Regions from separate parts of the Triticum aestivum genome. Here region 1 is linked to region 2. The links are chromatin contacts, called in public HiCAR-type maps. All regions are on one chromosome and are shown on one strand. Each heading gives the region's core, a stretch centred on a gene start, on an enhancer-like site or on the middle of the called end of the contact. The rest is flanking DNA. Distances are from core to core; before and after follow the strand shown. Region 1 holds the start of LOC123123106 (transcription factor PCF6). Region 2 holds the start of LOC123123104 (putative ALA-interacting subunit 2).

Region 1 (5,291 bases), core at 1,436-3,935, 240 kb after region 2:
TCGGTGCCATCATACTCTGACCTGACGGCCTGCCACCCGCCTTCTCCGTCCCTGCCTTTTCTTTCCTCGTCACTGTCGCTCAGGGAGGACGCCGAGCCTTTGTCCCGTCGCCTCCCCTGAAGCGGCTGGCGACGGCGGCACTCCAGGCGCACGGGGAGTGCCACTACTCACCTTGGAGGGCAGGAGGGCGCCGCCATCTTCAGCGTCATCCCCAACCTCGCCGAAAGAGCGGTGCCGGGGTTACTCAAGATCCCAAGTGCATCCCTGTGGGCAAACGCCAGAGGCCCTGCAGGCTCCGCTGACGGGTCAGCGAACTCCACCAACCTGCGGCAGAAGCGACGCTCCCTCCTTGGACGGCGAGCTCCCGTGGGGAGGGTAGGCGTTTCTCCATCATGAAGAAACTCAGCCCCCTCCACACCGTGGTTGATGCGGCGTTCGCCAACACGTCGCCGCAAACCGCGATCACCACGCCTCCCGCAGCCCTGGACCAGACTCACTCCCCGAGCAATGGCGCTAGCCTCCAAGACCATCGTTCCCGAACGGAGAACCGGGGCTTGGCCCCGATCTCTCCCCCTCAGCATGACGAAGAAGAAGGCGGAAGTGCGCGGATGGATACCTCCACTCCCCATAGTGCTCCCCTTTTTATAGGCGAGCCAGGGCCGAGCGCTGATCCTCCACCTACGCGTGGGGGCTCCACTGAGTCCGACCCACCCGAGCTGCGAACGGTGGCCGAACCCATCGGCCGCCCTCTTACACCAATCCGATAAGTTCAGGTCTGTGCCATGAAGCATTTTCCAACACCACACCTCCACTACCTACCCCACTCGCTGCATGTAATATACGCGGCAAAGGATAAGGGTGTGGTGGGATGAGTGAATTGGCAGTTACTCCCCCGTGGGTTAAAGTCATTGACGGGCCATTACAGAGATGGCCCCACCACATTTGGCATCCCGCGACGCGCGGGAAAGCGGGAAACTGACTCGAGCACAGATTAATGAAGAAGCAGAGAAAATCCCAAGAAATAAGCTACCACAAGCTCTTCGCCTGTGTACTGGATAGGGCCTACCCCGACAACGCTCAGCAGCGCGTTCGAGCTAGGCCCGGGGGCTTCTATCGATGCAACAAACCCTGGTGTATGTTGCCTGGACTATACACAGGCTCGAGGGCAAGTTTACACCATCCACGACAAGGCCAAAGCAGAAGAAATAGCCCTTTGAGGAATCAAAGGGCGGATCAAAAAGACCAAGACAAGCCAAAGGAGCAAGATATCACTAAGGAAGAACCTCCCTTGCCGGGTAGGCGAGCTCGGTCAGGTCGAGGCTGCGCCAAAGACAAGTCTCAAGACTTCCTCGGCAGGCTTGCCCGGGACACCGAGGACGCCAACCCCGCCAAGGCACCACCGCTCCACCGCACAGCGACTCAAGTCACTTATCAGTGCGGTGTCGAGCCCTCAAGTGATTAAGTGGTTGTCCTCTGGCACGTGGCAGCCATTTGAGGAGAAGATCCACCCTGCATGACTCCCGTCCTGAGGCGTGTCAGGCAGACAGGGCGAGAGACAGCTAAAGTAGCGTGGCAAGGCTTGCCGGGCTACTCCCACGACGTGACACTAAGCGGTGCATTTAGTGCGCCCTGTCCTGTCTGCAGAGTTAGGTATGATAGCACTGTTTGATGTCTAATCAGTGCGTAATGACTACTTTGCCATTGTGGTGACTCCTTGACCTATAAAAGGAGGGCCGTGGCAACCTTAGAAAGGACTCGGACCCTTGTACACTCACTCGCGCGTAGCTGCCCTCGTCCCAAGGCGACCTTGCCGGGCTTGGGCGCCGCGTCTCCACTACGGTCCTCTCATCAACCCACCAAAATAGGAGTAGGGTTTTACGCCTCGCGGCGGCCCGAACCTGGGTAAATACTGCCCGTGTCACCGCTGCCGTGCTGCTCTATGGCCTCCGCTCTTTGTGCAACGTGCCCGTCCCCCTTGCCGAACAACAAAGGGGCCGACGACCCCATAGGTGATCGTGTTGTACCGCGACACAAGCTAGCGCATGGGAGCTTGAGGCCCGCATGCCGCACGAACCAAAACAACCTGAGATCCCCTATTTCCGTGTGTCGCCCATGAACTGGGGTGTCTCTCGACGCGACATCGCCGATGCTGTTTCTTCCCTGGCCCTGGCTGGCCTCCGCGGCCGCACACTTCAGGAGCACATCGCAGGCGCAGTCACGTGCATGCATCAAGTGTAGGTGGGATAGGGCTGGCACCCACTATTATCACTAAGTCCGCAAAATTATAAATCAGTGCATGAAAGGGCTTGCGAAAGTGGCATGACGAAGTGTAGTGATCAATCTCATCTCCTTATGATAGATCACTCGTCGTGAATAGATGGACAACAAAAGCACCATTAGCCAGGGTGGCGAAGAGAAAAAGCGACAACACAGACGATACAAGCGCATGACCATTTGATTCTGCCGTTGCAACTCACCGGCACATGTGCTAGTAAAATAAAATAGTGAAAAATCGAACACACGGAGAGCCCGGCGAAGGAAGACCCGAACGTGTAGGTGCATACGTTCGGGTCGCCGTCGCATCGAGCTAGTGTCGTGGTGCGTCGGCCGTAAAGCGACCGTGCCGCCGCCGCAAAGGCGAAGGCGAACACCGTTCCTATTCCTACGCGCCAGCATCGACAAGTGTGTGGAGCAGAGCCAGTCAGCAGCGAGCAGCGCTGCTGCGCCGCTGCCGCCGCCGCAGCTAGGCAGATCTGACAGCCCGACGCCACGGCCGGGGTCCCCCTGCAAAGCCTGCCGCCGCCACTGTTTCCCGCGCTGCCGCGTGCGGAGAGAGAAGAGAAGGCAGCGCGTGCGAGCGAGCGAGCGAGCGAGCTCAGCTGCTGCATCGGGGCGGGGCGAGAAAAAAAGGGCGGCGCCAACGAACGATCAGGCAGGGGTGCAGTGCAGTGCAGCTGAGCTGCGGTAGCTCGTAGGGGCAGTATCGTAAAAGACAGACGCGCCGGCTGGGCGGGGCAAATCTGCTTGCCGGAAAAGGCCGAGCCGCGAGCCGTTGTTGGCGTTGCCACTCTAGCCAGCTCCAGCTCCAGCCCTGACACGCGCACAGCGCAGCCGAAACGGCTGCTCCCCGTCCCGAGCGCAATAAAAGGGGGCCTCGCTGGCTCTCGCCGCAGCGTATGTACGGGGCTGGATGGAGTCGGCCGACGCAGCGGGTGGGGCGGCCGGGGACGGGGCGCCGCCGGGCCGCGGCTCCTCGGCCAAGCGCATGCGCGGCGTGATTGGCAGCGGCGGCGGCGACGGCATGGAGGTGGTGCCGTGGGGGTCGCCGCCGCCGCCGGGCCAGCAGCCGGCGCAGCTCCAGGGGTCGGCGTCGCGGATCTGCCGCGTGAGGGCGTCCGGGGGCAAGGACCGGCACAGCAAGGTGTACACGTCCAAGGGCATCCGCGACCGCCGGGTGCGGCTCTCCGTGCCCACGGCCATCCAGTTCTACGACCTGCAGGACCGCCTCGGCTTCGACCAGCCCAGCAAGGCCGTCGAGTGGCTCATCAACGCCGCCTCCGCCGCCATCGACGAGCTCCCCTCCCTCGACCCGGCCGCCTTCGCCAACATGCCGGCCGACCACCAGGCCGCGCCCCGCGCCGGCAAGCAGCAGCAGCAACCGCAGGGCAGCAGGTCCCTGTGCAGCAGCACGTCGGAGACCAGCAAGGGGTCCGAGCTCTCGCTCTCGCGCTCCGACGGCCGCGTCGGCGGCGGCTCCTCCCGGGACAAGGAGGTCACCGTCGCCAGCAACCCCTCCGCGCAGGCCGGGTCCTTCACCGAGCTGCTCACCGGGGCGGGGGCGGGGGCGGCGTCGGCCGGCGCGGCCATTGCCTCCGCGGCTCCGCGCAGGCAGTCCTGGCAGCAACAGCCCGTTTCCGCGGTCACCGCGGACCGCGTCGGCATCGCGCACCCCGGTAAAGGCGCCGGCGCGCAGGTGGTGCCGACGTACCCCGGCTTCAGATTCGGCAATGCGCCCCCGTTCGGCATGCAGCCGGCGCAGCCGTTCAACTTCGGCCCCTCCGCCCAGCACCAGATGACGCAGTTCTCGCTCGTCCAGGGCGGGCTGGCGGCGGCTCCGGCTCCGGCTCAAGCCGGAGACTACAGCCTCGACTTCTCGATGAACTCCGGTTACATGGGTGCCAGCAGGGGGCCCCTTCAGTCCAATTCGCCGCACTTCTCCAGCCACCACCAGCAGCAGCAGCAGCAGCGGCAGCTCCAGGACCTGGACGACGGTCCGAGCCCTCCCTTCCTGTACGAGAACGCCGCCGCCGCCGCCCCGCATCTCACGGCGACCGCGGCGATGCAGCTGTGGAACGGGTTCTCGCACGCCGGCATGAAGGAGAAGAGCAAGAACTGATCACCCCGATTCTCCAGCGGTAAGACTGTCTCGCCCCCTTATTACCATTGATTGATTGATTGATTCAAGATTAGATTCGTTATATTGGCATGGCTGCAAACTTTTTGGCACTGCTCGAGGTGTCCTCGTGTCCTTCAAAGTGCACAAATCATGCTTGGGTACGAAGGACGGGTGTCGAAATCTTAGCGGCAGGTGTCTGCATTTAGCTGAATTTGCATGGTTTGAGCCAAACAGGTGTCGATTGCTTCCCTTTGGGAGGGGATTTTGCATCGCAGGAGACCGGCCAATCACATGGGCTGTGAATTGTGATTGCCCGGCATTTTGCATTTCCCCTGGTAATACAGTAATAGTAGTATGATCATCACAGTAATTCATTATCAAGGCCACAGTTGCTAGTTTTGGGCACAACCTCTATAACAACATTTGTCAGCTTCATCTTAATGTAGTTACTGTTCATATATATCTTTGCCACGACACTGATATTTATCGTCATACAACTATCACAATGGACATCCTGATGTGCTTTAGCAAAACTGTTATTGAACCTGACAGGTCCAACATATGCCATGTTTTTTCCATGCATCTGGCCGCAGTCACCTAGACAATTACCCGCCCAGTCTTATTGGTTTAACGTCGCTTGCTTCAGATGTCGGCAAAGTGGTTCCTGGTTGGTTGGTTTGGGATCTAGTAAGTGACTAAGTCTACATGTGCAGAAAAAACATTTTAGATTAAAAAAAGCATACTAGCTATAAAAACATAGTTTCAGATGAGCTTCACCACATAAGTCTGCTATTTTTCATTTTCTACCTTAATTAGGCACCCTGAATCATCTTCCTGCTTCCAATTTTCTATCCAATCAACACTAGGATGTGCATTCCATCAGTAGGTACAATAC
Region 2 (4,962 bases), core at 2,011-4,510:
AACTCCTGGTGTATTCTCAGCTTTGTAACCCAGCTCCCCAGATAAGAAGCTAATCGATTGGGTTAATAGGCGGTTAATCTGAGCAGCCCTTGTCAACCTCATGTTCTCAATTGCAGATGGAGCAATCACAGGAAGAGAGAGAAACTGTAGAAGTCCATCACATCGATCTTTAAAACCTCCAATAAGCGCTGACTGTGTAAGGTGGAGCTGAACCAAGTTATCAGCACAGCTATTGCCCCTCCAGGGACAGCTATTCTTGTGTGATGCATCAAGCTGCCCCGCAAAGGCTTCTCCAGCATTTGTAACTAATACAGAACACAAAAAGAAAGGTTTCACAGCTAAATAAAACTCAGTTTGCAAAGCGGGGCGTACAACAAATTTTTTTCCAGCCTAACACAACAGCAAGACATGAATAACATCAGTGAGACTTATGAAAAGCACCGGACATATATGTTAATGTTGTCACTTACTTTATCAAAACAATGGCAGGTGTTAATCAGTAAATCAAACTGTTGAATATTAATAATTGTGAAGCAAGAGTATATGACCTATAGATATATTTTTTATCAGCAAGGAGCACAATATACGATGGCTCATGTAAAATTGGAACTATTATTAATACCAAATCAAATCTATTTAGTTAGACTGAAAGGTGAAAATACAGACATCTGCAAATGCACAAATCAGATAGGTGGCAAGCATAAGTGCATTGCTAGCCATTACATAGTTGAATGCATAATTTCTTGGTTAACGATATGAGCTAAATTTAAGTTTATGTCGGATAGATATACATCAAAAGGATAATACTTTCAGAGTAAGACATTTAAAACATGGTGATGAATGTATTGGTTTTTAGCACTAGGAGGCAGTGTAGCATGAAGAAACCTGTGGACCAGGACATAGCAATACCAGCTACTTCTCAAACTAATGTACTTCCAATAAAATCACATACCTTCAGTTGGGGACCAGGATGCCACTGCACTGAATAAAAGATGCGCACCACATGATTCACATTCAATTTTGTCCATGTCAACATTTACCCAGCCTCTTTGAGCACAAACCAATGAACTGGCAGCCTGCAAAAGTTAATTTCAGCATATCTTATGATGGCAGGAGTAGAACTTTCTTAAATAGTCCACAATGTTATTCTAATTTGAACCAAATAAAAACCACCAACATGCCAATTACAGCTAACCATTGTTTATAAGGCGGTAAGGCAACCTAAGGCGAGCACCACCCACTCTAGCACCTAGGCAACGCCTAAGCGCGGCAGGGCCTTATCGCCTAAGCGTCTAAGGCAGGAGGCCTTAAAAACAATGCAGCTAACAAAGGAAGGAACTGTGGCCTTGATCAAATTCAGTATTAACTAAACTAGAGATAAACATCATAAGTGATATCATAGGAAAAGACTGACTGTGCTTATGGATTTAGGTTACCATGAGTCCATGATTATATTTTATTGCGGACTAAAATATAAAAAGCAAAGTTAACACACCACGGCATTCAGCAGTTGTATCTTGATACTTTCAACAATGTTAAATTCCTATAAACAAGAAAGAAGAGATGACCTTCGGCTTAGCATCCCAAGTTGAAGGTTTGAATGTTGCCAGTCGACGAAGTAAGTCTCCACGCTCCCATGGTCTACAAGATGGTGCAGAATCCAAAGCAGTTCCAGCAGCATCAAAGCTATGAGCAGGCCCATAGGCATGTGGTGCAACATGTGACGAGGAATCAACCCTGGAAGCTTGTCTGCTACCCAACCAATCTATGCTTACTATATTAATTTGCATAGCAGGTGATGAGGCACCAGCAGAACTGAAAAAACAAAAGAGGGTTCAGTGCAAGCAATTGAAAATTAGGAGTTTATGACAAGACTCCCAACAAAGTATTGTGGCCGCCTGGCCGAACACTAAATTGCAAAAGGATGATACTGAAATCAATTTTACCTCCAAAACAATATGGAAAACAAAAACACTTATAAAGCTTTAAGAATTCTAACAAGCAGAAACAGCAGCGCTGCAGACCCAGGTCTGAGAAACTAACGTCCCTCGAAAAAGACTAAGCAATATGGCACCACAAGTTCCAAGAATACCATAAGGTTTGGCATCATCCAGTACCAATGGCACAGTGCATCACTTTATCCATTTTACAGAGGCAACGACCATTAGACAGCACAGATCCTAGGGTTCACAGCTAGGGACAGAACAGCTAATGCAGAAGGCCGAAGATATTTGGTGACTGGTTTGTGATTAACATGGTCACTTGCTCAGGACTCTGCTGAAACCCCTGTTCAGATGGTGAGGTACCCCCTTTTTGATGATTTCAGATGTGCAATATGGCTAGTTAGTTGCGTTTGCTCGCTGCCTCTTCTCTTTGTTAGCCCATGTTTGGCTGGTGGTGCTTTTCCTATATGGCTGTACGATAGTGCTACTAGGTTTTCGCCCTGTAGTTTGTAATCGAGAGAAACTGCTAACAGCGCATAAGTCAAACTCAGCTATCCTTTTCCCTAGTCCTTTCTGAACTTGTTGGATGTTATTTCCTCATCATAACTCGGTTCAGTGTTGAAAGGAAAAAAAAAGGGGGAGGTGCTACAAAAATACAGAGCAAAACCCCCTATATTTTTCACAACAGTAGGTATGAATTGAGCAACCAAATATCTTCCGCTTACACCTAAAAATGATATATGTTCCATCCATAGGAGAGTGGCAGCGTGATGGCTGTAGATTCATAGCCCTCCTCCTACCCAATGGTTTAATCGAACATTTATACACACTGTCGGCTGCCCCGCGAACCCCACCTGCGATCCTACCCTAGGTCTCCGCAGAATCGTGCCCAAAATAAATCCGGCTTTCGTTTCGATTCGGCGAATCTACCACCAGGGGAAGGGGGATGGGGGGGAGCGACGGAGACCGTACCTGGCGACCGGGGTGGGCGGCGGCGACGACGAGCGGACGACGGCGAACTGCGGCTCGGCCGCCGCCCCCGACGAGCTCCTGACCTCCTCCCGCATCTCCTCTCTCTCTCTCTCTCTCCGGCGCCTCTCGCTCCTCTCCTGGGGCGAAATGGGGAAATGAGCCCCTGACCGCGACGCGCAGAGCGAATTAACGGCGGTGCCACCGGTCGTTAGCCCCGTCTCACGCCGTCAACCTCACGGCCCGTTCAACCCAAAGCCCACACTACATGGGCCGGACATGGGCCCCCCTTTGCTGGCCCAAAGCTATCCACCGGGTGGGTCCAGCCCAGGCCCGTATCCTCGTCACTCTCTCTTCGTGCTGACCTGACCCATGGGCTCTCCCACCTGCCCTTCTGCTTCTTCTCCGGCTCCTCTCCCCCGATCTGTCGCCCCTGCGAAGTACGGACTCCGGCGAGCGGAAGGGGCTCTCGCGTCGAGCTCGCGGCCGTGATGGACGAGGCGGGCAGCTCGGCGTCCGCAGGCTCCGCCCCGCGCGGAGGGCGCCCGGCGAGATCGGGAGGTGAGCCAGGTTTTGACCACGCCGCGCGCTTCGATTCGGCCGCTGATGAGCTGTGTAGCGCATCCGTCTGCGTGACTAGGTGGCTCCGTGTGCTAGGGTTGGTAGCTGTCTGCGATCTCGAGAAATTTGTGCGATAAATGCCTCTTAGCTGCTATATATGGATTTACCTCTATCTACGTGTTAGTGTGTTTTATACGGTGGTCGCTTTGACTTTGGTGATCTTAGGTGTGGGCATGCTATGTTAGTGTGTTGCATCCAGAGGCCATTTCGCATAGGGTTAATCCAGTGAGGAAATAAGTCATCCACAACATCATCTAGATCAAGGAAAATGCAAATGTCGATGCGCTATCAGCAAGCTTCGTTGTTTCAGCCTTACTGAAATTGTTTCTTGCACAGTAGGACAGTGAACGTCGTTTACGCACTTACAGACTATAAGTTTCTTCCCTCCTGATGCTATCTAGGTTGATCATGTCGGTTTTGCAGTATTCTATAAATTCACCCAGCAGGATCTTCCAGCTTGGAAACCGGCAATGACACCAGGATACGTAAGCTGGCGCTGACACTAAATATAGGTTTTTACATATGGCATTAAGTATTTGCATAGTACTCCTACCTTATATGGCATTACTTCCGTTGTTGCAGGTGATAGCCATTTTCTTGATAATTGGGATTATTTTTGTACCGGTTGGGCTAATTTGTCTGCAAGCTTCAAACAGAGTAATAATTGATTTCTTTTCTGTCTGATGGATGCTGAATTGGCATTAGTTTGGTTGTCATACTAAATGTGCACTCCTGCTCTGGGTGTGCAGGTTGCAGAAATAGTTCACCGTTATGATATTGATTGTGTACCTGATGCTTACAGAAGCAATAAGCAGGCTTATATCAAAGACAGCTCGATTTCAAAGAAATGTATTCAGAAAGTGAAGGTAGCTTCTTATCAGATCTAGTCAGACCTTATTTCTCCTATTTACTTGTCATCTGACTACAGGCTGGACTATAATTTCTTTGTATAACTGATTGAGTTCAGTTTGGGACTTTGAGATTACATCAGGCACATAATACAGTTTTCTTGTCCTATCTTTGTAATATTTGTATTTACTTATATGTTAATTCTTCAGAAAAATATTGAGACTTGAAAGTGTATATTTACAGGTTCAATACCATATGAAAGCTCCAATTTATGTGTATTACGAACTCGACAACTTCTACCAGAATCATCGTAGGTAATTATACAACTTTAATTTACTGGTCAGCGTCTTAGAAGAAGAAGCACTATGTCCTCTCTTGCTAAACAAAGTGAATCTGTAAATGCTGAACAGGTATATCAAAAGTAGAAGCGATAAGCAACTACGCCATGGGCTCCAATACACTGATAGCTCATGCAGTCCGATAGAAAGGAGCAACGGCCTTCCAGTTGTTCCCTGTGGATTGATTGCCTGGAGCTTGTTCAATGATACTTATGATTTTACCCGTGGGTCCATGGGATTGA

What was found. HiCAR-type assays count read pairs that join an accessible place to other places.
Region 1: a HiCAR-type map of leaf shows a contact between it and region 2, with 4 times the contacts expected there. The contact joins the promoter of LOC123123106 here to the promoter of LOC123123104 in region 2. A contact is called at or near these places in 2 of 5 Hi-C or Micro-C datasets (both in leaf) and 1 of 1 datasets of contacts at active chromatin or transcription factors (leaf).

The regions. Positions count from the first base shown.
Region 1 is chr5D:491,511,591-491,516,881 of IWGSC CS RefSeq v2.1, forward strand. It overlaps LOC123123106 (transcription factor PCF6), which reads left to right and starts at 2,686. Exons shown (of 2, transcript XM_044543550.1): 1 at 2,686-4,415. The coding sequence starts at 3,191. The coding sequence ends at 4,396.
Region 2 is chr5D:491,268,976-491,273,937 of IWGSC CS RefSeq v2.1, forward strand. It overlaps LOC123123104 (putative ALA-interacting subunit 2), which reads left to right and starts at 3,261. Exons shown (of 9, transcript XR_006460517.1): 1 at 3,261-3,473; 2 at 3,957-4,018; 3 at 4,116-4,190; 4 at 4,283-4,399; 5 at 4,626-4,696; 6 at 4,793-4,962. It overlaps LOC123123103, which reads right to left and starts at 3,096. Exons shown (of 7, transcript XM_044543546.1): 1 at 2,916-3,096; 2 at 1,569-1,815; 3 at 953-1,076; 4 at 1-305. The coding sequence starts at 3,010.